Linked DNA regions of Mus musculus: all the other regions are linked to region 3. Evidence: chromatin contacts called from public Hi-C data. All regions are on one chromosome and are shown on one strand. Each heading gives the region's core, a stretch centred on a gene start, on an enhancer-like site or on the middle of the called end of the contact. The rest is flanking DNA. Distances are from core to core; before and after follow the strand shown.

Region 1 (4,581 bases), core at 576-3,075, 370 kb after region 3:
TTGTACAAACACACATACAAAATAAAAATATGTGAAAAAACGTAACTAGTCCTTACACAGACAGAAGCAGCAATATTTACATTATATCTACACATGAAAAGAAACCTAAACTACATACAACTGCTTATGGAGCTTTTCAGCATGCTTTCCTGTTCTCATCAGTAGTTATTAATTTCATTTGACCATTATGCACATACTTGAATTTTGTAACAGGGAAAATTACTGAAATGTTTACTATATATAAAACCTTGACAGGCATATCCACTGTGTAGAATTTATTTAAAAGACAAAGAAAAGTTTGCTCTAATACTCATCTGAGGGCCATGAAACAGCTCCTGATGCAGAACTGTTACAGTTCGGCCCTGGAGAGAGTGGAATGTCACCACTGGGAAGCAGCTACTCACAAGACACTTACGGCTGTGTGAAGTCATGGGTGATGAAATCAGAACTCTTGAAAAGCAGGAAGATATCACTGAGAGTTTTACACTTCAGGGAACTGTTCATCGCTATCCAGTACGCATCCTAAACAATAAACATGTATGAGTTACGACACACCCAGCGAGTGCAGCCCAGGCACACAGATGAGAGAGCACCAGTGCACAGCGCCTCCAGGGTCAAATTACACTTCTCAACAAACAGCATGATCAGCCCATGCTAGACACCCAGCCATGTACGCTGAGGACCAAGATGGCTCAGCAGGCAAAGGCACTTCCCACCAGCTTTGACCACTGACTGCAATACTGCGCCACACACGGGAGAAGAGAACCACGTCCCACAAATTGTCCTCTTCCAAAAATGCACACACAAGTATACCCACCCACAAAACAAATGAGTATAATTTTTTTTTTCAAAAAAGTGTAGTTATGCACACTGAGATAGGAGGACCCACACATTTAGACCAGGGCGTTTTTCACGATAAGATGGAAGGAAGGTTAATGAAGTCACACAGGTCAGGGCGAAGATTCACGTGGTGAAGAATCAGCTGCTCTCCACAGTGAAAGCAGTCATTTCCAGCCTCCCTGATTGGGGAGACCAACCGACGAGCACCTGAACTTGGATGCTCAGGGCAGTCAAGACCCTGTTCATCTGATCAGGAAGGAATAAGTCAAACAGTTTCACCACCACAACCCAAAGCAGGGCTGCACCGGACATGTGGACGTAAAGTAACCGGGCCCAACGCAGTGTGATAAAGTCACACTTCTATAGACAGCTCAGACACAGGCTAAAATACACAATGGAAAACACCAATAACTACCAAAACTGTCCCATTACCCACACTGCATGGAAGAAAGCACTGGTGTATACAAGTCATTCCATAAACAAATGAACAGGTGCATAAGGAATTTACAACCAGAAATAATCTTCCTATCTTAAGTGGAAACAAAGAAAATTTCAAACATTATTCATGTAGATGAAAAGTTGCCTGAGAAACTAAAAATGAATTTAAAAAACCTCTACATGATATCTTTATAATTTCTCCCAATAAAAAAAGACAATAAACTTCTAGTTAAAGAAAGTATACCCAAATCATATTTAATCCCACAAAAACATCAGTATGTACACAGCAAACCACACAGCTGAATAAAAAATAATGCAACTCTTAACTCTAAGGATGGCAAAACATGGAATGGGAAGATGTTATTAATTGTAGTAGTATGCCTCAGGTAAGGACAGGGTGTTTGCAAAAGGACGGTCATGGCAAACACCGAATATGCGGAGAAACAAAACTGGATCCCTGCCACTGTGTACAAGCGTGTCTGTGTCTGTGTGTGTCTGTGTATGCAAGGTTAGAGGACAACTTTCAACACTCAGTTCTCTCCTGCCTCGTGGGTCCCTGGAATGAACTCAGGTCATCTGGCTAGATGGCAGGCACTTTTACCCACTGAGCTATCTCTCTGGGCCACCATATTTATTGTACTTTTCAATAGAGAAAACCTTGCTCAACTGAGAGGGTGAAGTTTTAAATAATGCAGACTACGAACATACCCAGAATCCTAGTACAATTGGCAACACAAGAGGTCAAATTGTCTTTTGGCAGAATGCACAGTATTTCGTAGAAAGTACAAACAGCAAAATCAGAAGAATAAAACAACAGAGGAAAAATATAATAATCTCAACAGTGCTTTCCCTGAAATTAAGAATGTAATGGAAGGTACATTAGATGCTCGGAGGGAATATAAAATGAATACAGAACAAAACAAACAACTACTCAAATAGTGAGATTTCTTTACATCTTCCTACCCTTGGGGCACTCCAGTTAAGCTTAGGGAAGACACTACCCCCCAGCGAATTGATAGCTTCTTGGACTTGAGTGTTGAACTCAGGAAACTCTGGTGCCTAGAGAGACAGAGAACAGGTCGTGAGCAAGTCAACACCATTAGAAGAGTCACAGAAATCATGATCAACATTTCAATGTTTCAGTTAGGGTATCAAAACCAGAATTATATATAATGCAAATTATTGTTCTTATTCCTGCTCTCAATTAAATAAAATCACCAAGAAAGTAGTATTTACCAGAAAGAGGAATAAAATCATCAACTTCTTAAATGGTACTTTCCGAACCCACACGTCTCTGAAAACACAGATGTCACCAAGTGTGTGGTTCGGGAGGAGCAACTCAGTGGTCTTTTCTGAATCCTTACCTAATGCCAGCATCTGAGCCAAGTGAGAGGCATATCCCTGTAACCCAGCACATGTCAAGGACAGGCAGGGACCAGGAGCTCAGGACAGCCTTGACTAGACAGAAAGTTCAAGGCCAATAGCTGCTACACGATGCTCTGTCTACTAAGGTCTGGGCAAGGGTGGGAAGAAGGGGTGGGGATAAGGCAGTGGATGTGTGTGCTTAGCACAGCAAGCATGAGGACCCAGGTTTAACCCCGCAGTACAAAAGCAGACATGGCTACCCATGCCTGTAACCTCAGCATTGGGGGGCAGAGACAAGCAGATTACAAGAGCCCACTGGCCAGCCTCCCTAACTGAATCGACAAGCCCCAAGTTTACTGAGAGTCAAGGCAGTGAGATAAAGAGCAACAGAGGGCGATGCCCCGTATCTTCCTCCGGCCTCCGAGAACACGGCATGTATGTGCGCATACACACACTCACACAGTGACTAGCGTGAGCTATTTTTTGAGAGAAGAGATGCCGGTGGGAAGTTCTCAGAAATAATACCCCATACTTAAATGGTCATTTATGCAAAAGGTTCACTGAAAATGAAAAACACCTGATGAATAAATTATACCTAGACACTACTATTTACAAGTAAGTTCTAATACAAACAAAGTTAAAATGTCCTTTTCTTTTTGGTTGAGAGTTAGAAAAAGACATTTTTGTGTAAACATTAATTCAAGCCGTCCAGTGTTTGCTTCAACCAGGAAGTAAGAGAAATACTACTGTTCAGTGGGAAGATGAGCTGGGTTACCAATAGATCCTGCCTAGGTAAATAGCAAGGGGGCTGGAAATGGACTTTAGTGGGAGGCAGAACACAAGGGCAGTAACAAACTCTTTGTGGCACTACCAGACTGCAGTAGCCTCTAAAGACGGGGTTGTTGCCCCCTACTGGGCAACTGCAGGTTCTGAAAAATAAATCTAACTAAAATTATAAAATTACCTACCCAGTACAAACCCAGATGATGCCTGTGGACTTTCAAGATTTAGCCCATGGAAGAGAAAACAAAACAAAACAAAACAAACAACCACAAAAAACTGAGAAGAAAAAGCAAGCTCTTAAAATGAAAAACAACTTAAAATTAGAAACAACCATTGGTTGATCTGAGGCAAAGACTTGATCCCTGGCCCTAAGCATGCCAGGCAAGAACTTTAACACCAAGGCACACTCTAAAAAGGGTTAACTGTAAGTAAGACACTAGGCTGGCTAACAAGCTCTCACTGACAGACTTGACAGACTGCCCCATATCTCTCTTCCACTAGTCTACAACCTACCCAGCTTAGACAAGTCAGGAAGCTACCCCTCAACGGAACTAGGAGTTCCCTTTTGCCTGCCTCTCCAGTCAAAAGGATGCAAATTACTTCCTCAAAATCATCAGAAGCTGCAGATCTGGCTGCCATAGAGCTTTGTCAATAGAACTCACTTATCTAAGATCAGCAGTGATTTCCATACAAGATACAACCGGGCAGCAAAGATGATTCGGTGGCTAAGCGCACTGGGTTCGCTTCCCAGAACCCACATACTGACTCACAACTGTCTGGAACAGCAGTTCCAGGAGAACTGACCCTTTCTTCTGGCCTCCACAGATCCAGGCATGAATGCAGTACACAGACATACGTGCAAGCAAATTCCCATACACAAAAAATTAAAATAATAATTGTAAGAGATACAATTACAAGGACAAATTAGTCCATTTCCCTACTCCACAAAGTGCTGCACGTAAGGACTGCTATATTTCCACACATTTTGCTTTGGTTTCACAGTGCTAAGGACTAACTTCAGGGTTGTGTGCACTTTAGGCAATATGCAAAAAACCCTGGATTTGTTTAAGCTTGTTTTGTTTTGGTTTGGTTTGTTTTTTGAGACAGGTTCTCATGTAGCCCAGGCTGGCCTCAACCTCACTATGTAGGCCAAAC
Region 2 (4,200 bases), core at 1,517-4,016, 350 kb after region 3:
GCACTGGCAAGGATCTGGGGACCAGGAGTCCTCACGGACTGTGGGGAGGAAGGTAAGCTAGTCTAGCTGAGGAAGAGCATGCAAGTGCCCTACAAAGTTAAAGAGGCTCCTAGGGAGGCTCGGCCTTTGAAGGCACTTGCTGACAAACCTGAGGTCCTGGGCTTGATCCCAGGAACCCACATGGTGGAAAGACAGAAGCACACTCAAGTCCATGTTCTCACACGATCAATGTAAATAAATAAAGAGATTAAAAACAGACACACCATATGACCCAGCATCCCAGTTCTTGGGCATACATCCAAAGACGTGAATACCTGAAAGAACAGTTGTCCCCCAATCTCAATTTCCACACTACCCACAACAACCTGGAAGTGCAGACAAATAGATAAAGAAAATGTGGTCCAAACACACAACAGAACTGTTGAGCAATAAGAAACATAGCTGCCTAGTACTCTGGGGCAATGCGGATGAACTGGGAGGCGTAATGTAAGTGAACTAATCCAGGAAAAAGGGCAAATACCACAGGATCTCATTCATATGTGAACTCAACCAGGGATCTTCCACGGGTCAAGGGTAGAAAGACGGCTACCAGAGGCTGGTGTGGGGAGCGACGTGGCAGAAGATGATCAATAGTTAATAAAGAAGAATAAGAAGTTCTGTATGCTACTGCACAGAGGGGAGACCATTGGGGCCTCCAACATTTAACTACTGGGATAGGATACTGTCACCTCCAACGTCTCTAGTGACACTTATACCTATCCTGGAGGCTGGGGTGCCTGCCAGACAATGAGGATGTGCTGTCAGTTCAGTAAACTCAGGCCAGAAACGGGAGAATTTTGAATGTTCTTACCATAAAGGGATGACAAACATTTGAGTAGGAACTCCTTTGGTTTCCCATATGAATGAAATCATGTAGTACTTGCCCTTTGCCTGGATTAGTTCACTTATGTAAGGAATCCAGAACTAAACAGGACATGATGCAGACATGCACTCAAACATTAAATTCATATCCAATTTATGTTTTTATATATTAGATAAAAAATAAATTTAAGTTAAAAGTGTTAATCTGGGGCTAGGGAGCTAACTCAACTGTAAAGTGCTTACCTCATCTTCCTGGGGACCCAAGTTTGATCCCCAGAAACCACAGAAAAAATGTAAGGTATGCTTGTTACACATTTGTACCCCGGCACTGGGAGGTGGAGTCAGGATGACCCCTGAGGCCCACTGACCAGCCCGCTTTATTTAATTGATGAGCTCCAAGCCAACAAGAGTTGCTGCTTCAGGGGAGACAGGCAGCATTTCTGAGGATGACACCTGGGGTTGTCCTTTGGCTATGTGCACAGCCCACATGAATATACACACTCATGCGCAGGATTCCCACATGAATATGAATATAAACATATTCAAAAAGTTTAAATGAAAAATCTATTAAAGGAAAAAAAAATAAATGTAAACAAATTTACATCTTTGCTTAAGCAAGTCACACAAAGAGCCTTTTAGTTGACTTGAGAAAACCTAAGAACCAAATGACAAATTTCTATTGTTAAGTGTATACAATGAATGATTTTTAGTAGGTCTAGACCTCCCAGGAAGTGTGAAGAAGGACATAAGTGGTCATTTATTCACTTGTTCTATTGCTGGTCCTATATTTAGGGACCACCCTGTAATCCCATCACACAGGAGGCAAAAGCAAGAGGGTCATGAGTTCAAAACCAACCTGATTTACATAACAAATTCCATCTGAGTGTACACCTTCAATGCCAGTACTCAGGAAGCAGAGACAGGAGGATGTCTAAGTTTGAGGCCAGCCTGGTCTACAATGTGAGTTTCAGGACAAACAGGGCTACACAGAAAAGCCCAGTATTGAAAACTAAACCAAACCAAACCAAACCAAACCAAACCAAACCAAACAAACAAAAAAACAAATTCCAGGCCAGCTGGAGCTAAATTCACCAAAGCAAGCACACTGAATTTATTCATGCTGGATATGCTACTGTAAGGAATAATCTTACATTGTGAATTTCACAGACTTCATCTTGAGAATACATTTTCTGAGCAATAGACCCTTCATAAATTTAATGGCTGTGTACTGTGTTCACCATTCCTGGTTTTAAAGCAAGTTAACTACAGTACTTACCCTACTGTCCCTGTATATATCGAACACAACTGTAAAGAAGAAAAAAAACTCAGTTACTAATAAGCGAATGCTTTCATAATCTAAATCTCTTTTTGAAAATTCAAGTATACTTTACTACTAAACACAGCAGAATATAATTAGCCATGAATACTTATGGTGGCTCACACTTCCTAGCACTAGAGAAACTAAGGTAGGAGGACGGCTGCAGGGTCAAGGCCAGCTTGAACCAAGTAGGACCAAGGCCCGTTAGACTACAGTGTAGGAACCTGCCCAACACAACAATGAACAGACTCATTGATGAAATAAAAGTCTAACTGTAATGATTGCTCATGCTTAAAAACACAAACCAAATAGCAACATAGTTGCTTGCATGGGCAGAGGAAGCTGTCACCAAGACAATTATGAGTGAAAGGCACTCCCATCACATACCTGAGGTGGGAAATGAGTCTCATAAGAAAGCACAGAATGTAATTATCAGACAGCACGATTCATCTTCTTTTTAAATTAAATATGCTATGGAACCCAGGCTTGGCAAGTAAGAAAGGCATAAATCACAGGTTTAACTCTATGCTATTTGAAAACTCTCTTACATACCACAAACTTTCAGTTCCTCAAAACAACCCCCAGTTGTTTGCTCTGCAGCCGTTTCTGCCCCAGATAACAGACAGAAGCTAAAAAGAAGAAGCACTCTACTCTCCACGGACAGATCTGGTAAAACGCACCAGCTTCTCCGAGCGTGGAGAGAAGTGCCCTGGTATTGAATAACATTATCTAATTACATGGGGTGACATGAACACAAGTCATCAGTGACACCAATGGTCACATAATAAAGTGCTGGGGTGCAGAACACTGAGCTGAGTATTGAAGACAGGCCAGAGTGATGTCCACAACTTTTACTTTACTTTATTGAGGCTCAGCGACCATTGCCAGGTCTCACTTCATTGCACCAATAGCAAATACTCACAGTCTTCATCTAAGAATTTATACTGTAGGTGTTCCTTGAAAAAGTCTTGAATGCATCTGCAAATTTCTTCTTTTTGCTTAGAAATATGATCATAGTATTGTGTGTAATCCCTCTGAGAAATACCTGACAAGAAAACGTTCAGTAGCTGTTACTAGATGATGCCCATAAAACACCAATTAACATAATTTACCATAGGTAGTGATCGAGGCTTTTGAAGCTGGCCAGAAGACCATACAGGTGAACACGGCAGCTCAAACCAAATAGCTCAGCAACCAAGGTCTATGAATAAATGCATCTTAGGCTCCAGAATGCCACACACTTAATTTTGGAAGTCGTTATTTTATTTAGCACGGTGGAAAGGATTCAGTCACAAAAAGACTTGCTTAGTAAAACCTCCAATAGCAATTCTAGACGTGCGCATGCATGCACCTGCTGCTTTCATGTTTAAAGCTAGTCTCTTCAAATCGCTATCCTCTTCCAGGTGGTGGTGGGGTGGGAACATGTAAAAGAGCCCTCACACACACCTGCCTGCCTTCACAAAAGCAGCCTGTGTTTGTTTTACGGAAGGTGATTGGTCTTCAGAGCCTGAAATTCAGACTGCTGTAAGGAAAGGCCTCTGAGTTCTTAGTCACACACCCAAGTGTGACTAGCACACTTAAACTGTGGAATATGTAACAGTGGAACACCTACGCTTATCTTAGTTATAAGAATAAATGCCACCATTCCATCCATTCCATGAGAACTGGTGAGCTGATGCTCAGCTACATGTCCCTTGGTCCACAACTTTTACCTTACAGAAAACACAGTGGCAAACGTTTTGAAAGAACAACTTACTTCAGTCCATAGCCTGAGTAAGTGACAGCTAACAGGGTAATATCTTCAGAGGTAAGAAGACAAGAAACAGACTTGTTTCATATATTTTCTCTGCTCATGTAATAAACAATGCCCTAATAACAGAAAGATTATAGGAGCCTGGAGAGATGGCTGAGTTAAGAGTATACACTGAGCCGGGCGTGGTGGTGCACGCCTTTAATCCCAGCACTTGGGCGGTAGAGGCAGGTGGATTTCTGAGTTCGAAGCCAGCCTGGTCTACAGAGTG
Region 3 (3,983 bases), core at 490-2,989:
GCTTGAGTTCGCAAAGCTTCCCCTCGCCAACACTGCTTTAAACTCACATGGAGGAAGGGGTAAAAACAACGCCTGGGGCAAAATTCTTGTTTCCATTTTCTGCCCTCCCTCCAAAACCCATTATTTTCTCGTCACTGATGAGCCACATTCACACCACTCTTGGTTTCACAGACCCCAGGATGACTTCAGACTATTAGCTGCCTAAGCACAGGCTCAGAAACATGGCCCAACAGGAGGCAGGACCTTCCACAGGACCACAGAGACCCAGGCGTCCTGAGAAGAGGAGGTCCCAGGGCGACCGCCTCTTTTCACAGGAGATGCAAGGCAGCTGGGACCCGAGTACGATCATAGGCATTCTGACAAAGCAGATGGAATAGGGTGACATTTATTTAGAGAGCAGTTAGCGAACTGTCAAATAAAAAAATGAAGAAGAAGAGAAGCAGAGCAGAGGGAAGTCTGTTTTGAACACTTGCCTAATGCCTGTGGCTTTGCAGACTTAGAGGACCAACGTTCCCACTGCGACAGGCCTTGGTGTTCTAGGAATGTGCCCACACTGGATCCAAGCTGCTGGATCCGCTGTTCCTTGACTTTTGCATTTTGGTAATTAATGATGTCACCCAGTCTGTCTGGGTCAGACCAGGCTGCAGAGAACCTGGCACATTCTAATGAGTGAGAACCTCTTTCAGGCAACTATATGTCAGGTATTAATGAGCATGTTTCGTGATTAGCTCTATGTTTGTTTTTAATCTCATATCTGTTTTTCTTATCATTTCCATTGAGTGTACAAGAAGCACAAGGTCCTCTGTTCTTTTTTGGGAAAGTAGCAGCGAGTTTCTTTGGAGCTGAGATTAGCGTCGCGATTAGAATCGGGTTTTGCTTTGTCCCAGAGTTTTCAAAAGAAGCTTGCTACAGACCTCACCTCTTGGCTTCGCAGTACCGGGTGGCTGAGTGTGCTGAAGCAGTTCTGAGTTTATAGTTTGGTGGTGCCCTGATAATAAAAGACCAGGACCCAAAGGATATTAGCTCTTAGGAAGTATCTCAGGGCCAGCTTAAGCACTGCTTACAACATACTCAGGACACTATAAACAGTTTGTGAAAAATCAACTGGCTGCTATTCACCTAGATTTCTAGAAATCCCATGGGGGTGGCACCAAGAAGACTGTTCAATTGGTAAGGTGCTTGCTTTGCAAGCTTAAAGCCATGAGTTCAAGTCCCAGAGTACATATTAAAGCAACAACAAAACAGGAATGGCAGCCCAGGTTTGTATTCCCATCACTAGGGAAATGGAGACAGGCCAATGCAGCTGACCCAGCCTACTTGGAATATCAAGGCAAGCAGAAGCCCTGTGTCAAAAAGCATAGTAAATGGGTGACCAAGAAACAAAACCTCAAAGCTATCCTCTGGTCTTTTCTCTCTCTCTCTCTCTCTCTCTCTCTCTCTCTCTCTCTCTCTCTCTCTCTCTCTTGCTTGTGTGTGTGTGTGTGTGTGTGTGTGTATACAAACATACAGACACACGCACACACACCAGAGAGAGGGGGAGGGGAGAGAGAGAAATTTCAGAGTTTCAAGAGAAATTCATAACTTAACAGTCCCATGAGGAAAGGGGACATAAAACCAAGCTGCCATATGGAACCCTGACAATGACACCCAGGGAACCAGACAAGAGGAGTGTGACACTCACTGCTCTCCTGTTCAGCAGAGCAGCTGGCAGACTCAGATGATCACAGTCTGTAAGCCAAAAGCCAAGGTGATCTGGGCCAGGCTGAGGTCACACACAGGCCACTGGGTGCAGTGGCAGTGCCTTACCTTATCACAGCAGCCAGGCAGAAAGATCTTTGCCTCCCTGAGCACCAGACGTCATTACACCCACTTTCCCTGGTGTTTTCCTATCTTGTTTTTATGGTCTTCTGGTTTCCCAAATATTTTAGAAAATTCAGTGCAGACCCTGAGACCACCAACGTATCTATTGTCTGCACTAGCAGAATTTACCATAGACAATGTAAAATCAGAAGTCAAAAATTCACACTGATACATAGTGTACTTCCCTGTCTAGGTACTGGATTCTGTTCAACAGCTTTAAAACATGTTCTGCTATCAGGGCTCTATGATAGGGTATTTGCCTAGCACAGGCAAGACTCTGGGTTTGATTCCCAGCAAAACCACCACCAATAAAACAATCTACTACTAAAAACTAAAGACAAGACAAACAAAATAAACAGAGGGAAGGGAGTAATATTGATAAAACAATTTAGAAATTCAATTTAAAAACTATGCCCCAAGACAGTTGTTACTGATACATTTCAATACAAAGGCAAGTTCTGCCCTAATTCTCAAAAAGTTATCTTCAAGGATTGGGAGATGGCTCAGTGGATAATGTGCTTGCTGTGTAAGCACAAGGTCTTGAGTTCAGATACCCAGGACCCTTGTCAAACCTGGGCATGGTAGTGTGTCTAACTGGGGAAGTAGAAACAGGTGAGTCCATGCAGTCCACTGGTCAGTCAGGCTAGCTGAACCAGTGCTCAAGTTCAGAGAATGACACTGGGTCTGGCTTGAGCTCCTAAAACCCCAAAGCTCACCTCCATTGACACACTTCCTACAAGACCACACCTCCTAATCCTTCTCAAGTAGTATTACTCCCTGATGACTGAGCAGTCAAATATATGAGCCTATGTGGCCACTCTTATTCAACCATCACACTATGGGGAGGCTCCAGGTTCATAAGAGATCTTGCCTCAAAAAATAACATAGAGAACAGTAGAGCAAGACATGTGATGTTAACCTCTGACCTACAGACAGACAGACAGACAGACAGACAGATAAGAGAGAGAGAGAGAGAGAGAGGGAGAGAGAGGTTGGGGTTCTTTTAAATCCCCCCTCTTATTTAGGATTTATTTAAAACCCAACAGTAATTTTAAATAATTTCAAGAAGCCAGCAATACAACTATGAGGATAGGGAAGAGGTGAGGAGATGCCAATACACATAAACAAATGCATATGCCTGTATGGAAATTTTCCACCCCTTAAGCTCACACGCACAATGCTGTGGCAGGTGAATGGCCAGCCGCACTTATTCCACTGCAGGTAGAGAACATGGCAGGCAAAAGAATCAAAGAACACTTGAGGGGTAAGAAGCAGAAACCATACAGAAAGGAGCCTTAGAAAAACTAGGTCACCTCTGAGGATCAAGGTCATCAGGAAGAATCGGGAAGCTATGGGAGGACTTACGAGTGACATGGCTCATCTGAGACAATTAAGGGAGAAACCTGGGGACTCAAGACTGGCAGTGTGGGGATCTGCTCGAAGGATGTGGAGGTGGAGAGACCATCTAGTGTTCGTTCATTTTTTGGTTTTGTTTATATATTTTTCCTGTTTAATTCTCTCTCTCCCTCTCCCCCTCCCCCTCCCGCTCCCTCTGCCTCTCTCTCTTTCTATTCTTGGGACAAGAGCTGGCCTCACTCATGGATTTAACATCTGGATACAAAATATGATCAGCTCTGCCCAGGGGAGTGGTTCTTCCCAAGATAGCACTGGACTGTGACACCTCTCAGGGGAAGAGGGACAAGGACACAGGGAGTACCCTGTTCACACTTCAGAGTGGAGCAGTGGAGGGGGCAGGTGGGCAAGGAAAGCAGACCTGTGGCTGTTCCCGTGCTTCTCTCCAAGTCTGCTGCCTGGAGCAGCCGCATAGCACGCAGTATGTGCAGAGCGTATATAAAACCCATAGAGCCGGCTTCCTAACACATCCAGAGAGTGTGGAGGAGTGCCAGACATGGGGTGGAGCAGTGAAGGCAGAGAGAGGAGACACAAAGCCAGGTGGCCCCTGGGCCAGCTCATAAACACAGGCTGAAGGTAGATATCACAAGACAGCCTGAGCACACAGCTACAGAGCCTGGTCCAGTGTCTTCCTCGGTACCCCAGGGGTATCCTGTGTCCTGGGCCATGGCCAGTGAGCCAGGCTCAGGGAGAAGGAGAAAAGGCTTGGG

The links. A called contact is a pair of places that touch in the nucleus more often than the background predicts.
Region 1: a Hi-C map of liver shows a contact between it and region 3, with 2.0 times the contacts expected there. The contact joins two enhancer-like sites. A contact is called at or near these places in 3 of 15 datasets of contacts at CTCF or cohesin (the NIH/3T3 cell line, large pre-B cells and pro-B cells), 52 of 484 Hi-C or Micro-C datasets (the AML12 cell line, CD4 T cells, CD8 T cells and 34 more), 5 of 115 datasets of contacts at active chromatin or transcription factors (the HPC-7 cell line, embryonic stem cells, fibro-adipogenic progenitors and 1 more) and 3 of 9 other capture datasets (adipose tissue, embryonic stem cells and liver).
Region 2: a Hi-C map of the G1E-ER4 cell line shows a contact between it and region 3, with 4 times the contacts expected there. The contact joins two enhancer-like sites. A contact is called at or near these places in 1 of 39 promoter capture datasets (the C10 cell line), 5 of 15 datasets of contacts at CTCF or cohesin (CD8 T cells, the NIH/3T3 cell line, large pre-B cells and 2 more), 144 of 484 Hi-C or Micro-C datasets (the 3T3-L1 cell line, 3T3-L1-derived adipocytes, the AML12 cell line and 87 more), 13 of 115 datasets of contacts at active chromatin or transcription factors (the HPC-7 cell line, acute myeloid leukemia, astrocytes and 7 more) and 3 of 9 other capture datasets (adipose tissue, embryonic stem cells and liver).

Annotation. Positions count from the first base shown.
Region 1 is chr2:5,820,861-5,825,441 of GRCm38.p6, forward strand. It overlaps Cdc123 (cell division cycle 123), which reads right to left. Exons shown (of 13, transcript NM_133837.5): 5 at 2,242-2,337; 6 at 416-522. Among named protein-coding and RNA genes, the nearest start is that of Gm29984, 2.4 kb to the right of the region's middle. Within about 2 kb of position 1,826, at least 8 of the 459 cell types and tissues checked have an H3K27ac peak or open chromatin away from gene starts, as enhancers often do. A contact at or near this core is called in liver, where this site is marked.
Region 2 is chr2:5,801,810-5,806,009 of GRCm38.p6, forward strand. Cdc123 (cell division cycle 123) reads right to left here. Exons shown (of 13, transcript NM_133837.5): 9 at 3,102-3,224; 10 at 2,138-2,166. Among named protein-coding and RNA genes, the nearest start is that of Gm29984, 22 kb to the right of the region's middle. Within about 2 kb of position 2,767, at least 52 of the 459 cell types and tissues checked have an H3K27ac peak or open chromatin away from gene starts, as enhancers often do. A contact at or near this core is called in the G1E-ER4 cell line, where this site is marked.
Region 3 is chr2:5,454,597-5,458,579 of GRCm38.p6, forward strand. All of the region lies in intron 2 of Camk1d (calcium/calmodulin-dependent protein kinase ID), which reads right to left. Among named protein-coding and RNA genes, the nearest start is that of Gm36853, 26 kb to the right of the region's middle. Within about 2 kb of position 1,740, at least 13 of the 459 cell types and tissues checked have an H3K27ac peak or open chromatin away from gene starts, as enhancers often do. A contact at or near this core is called in the G1E-ER4 cell line and liver, where this site is marked.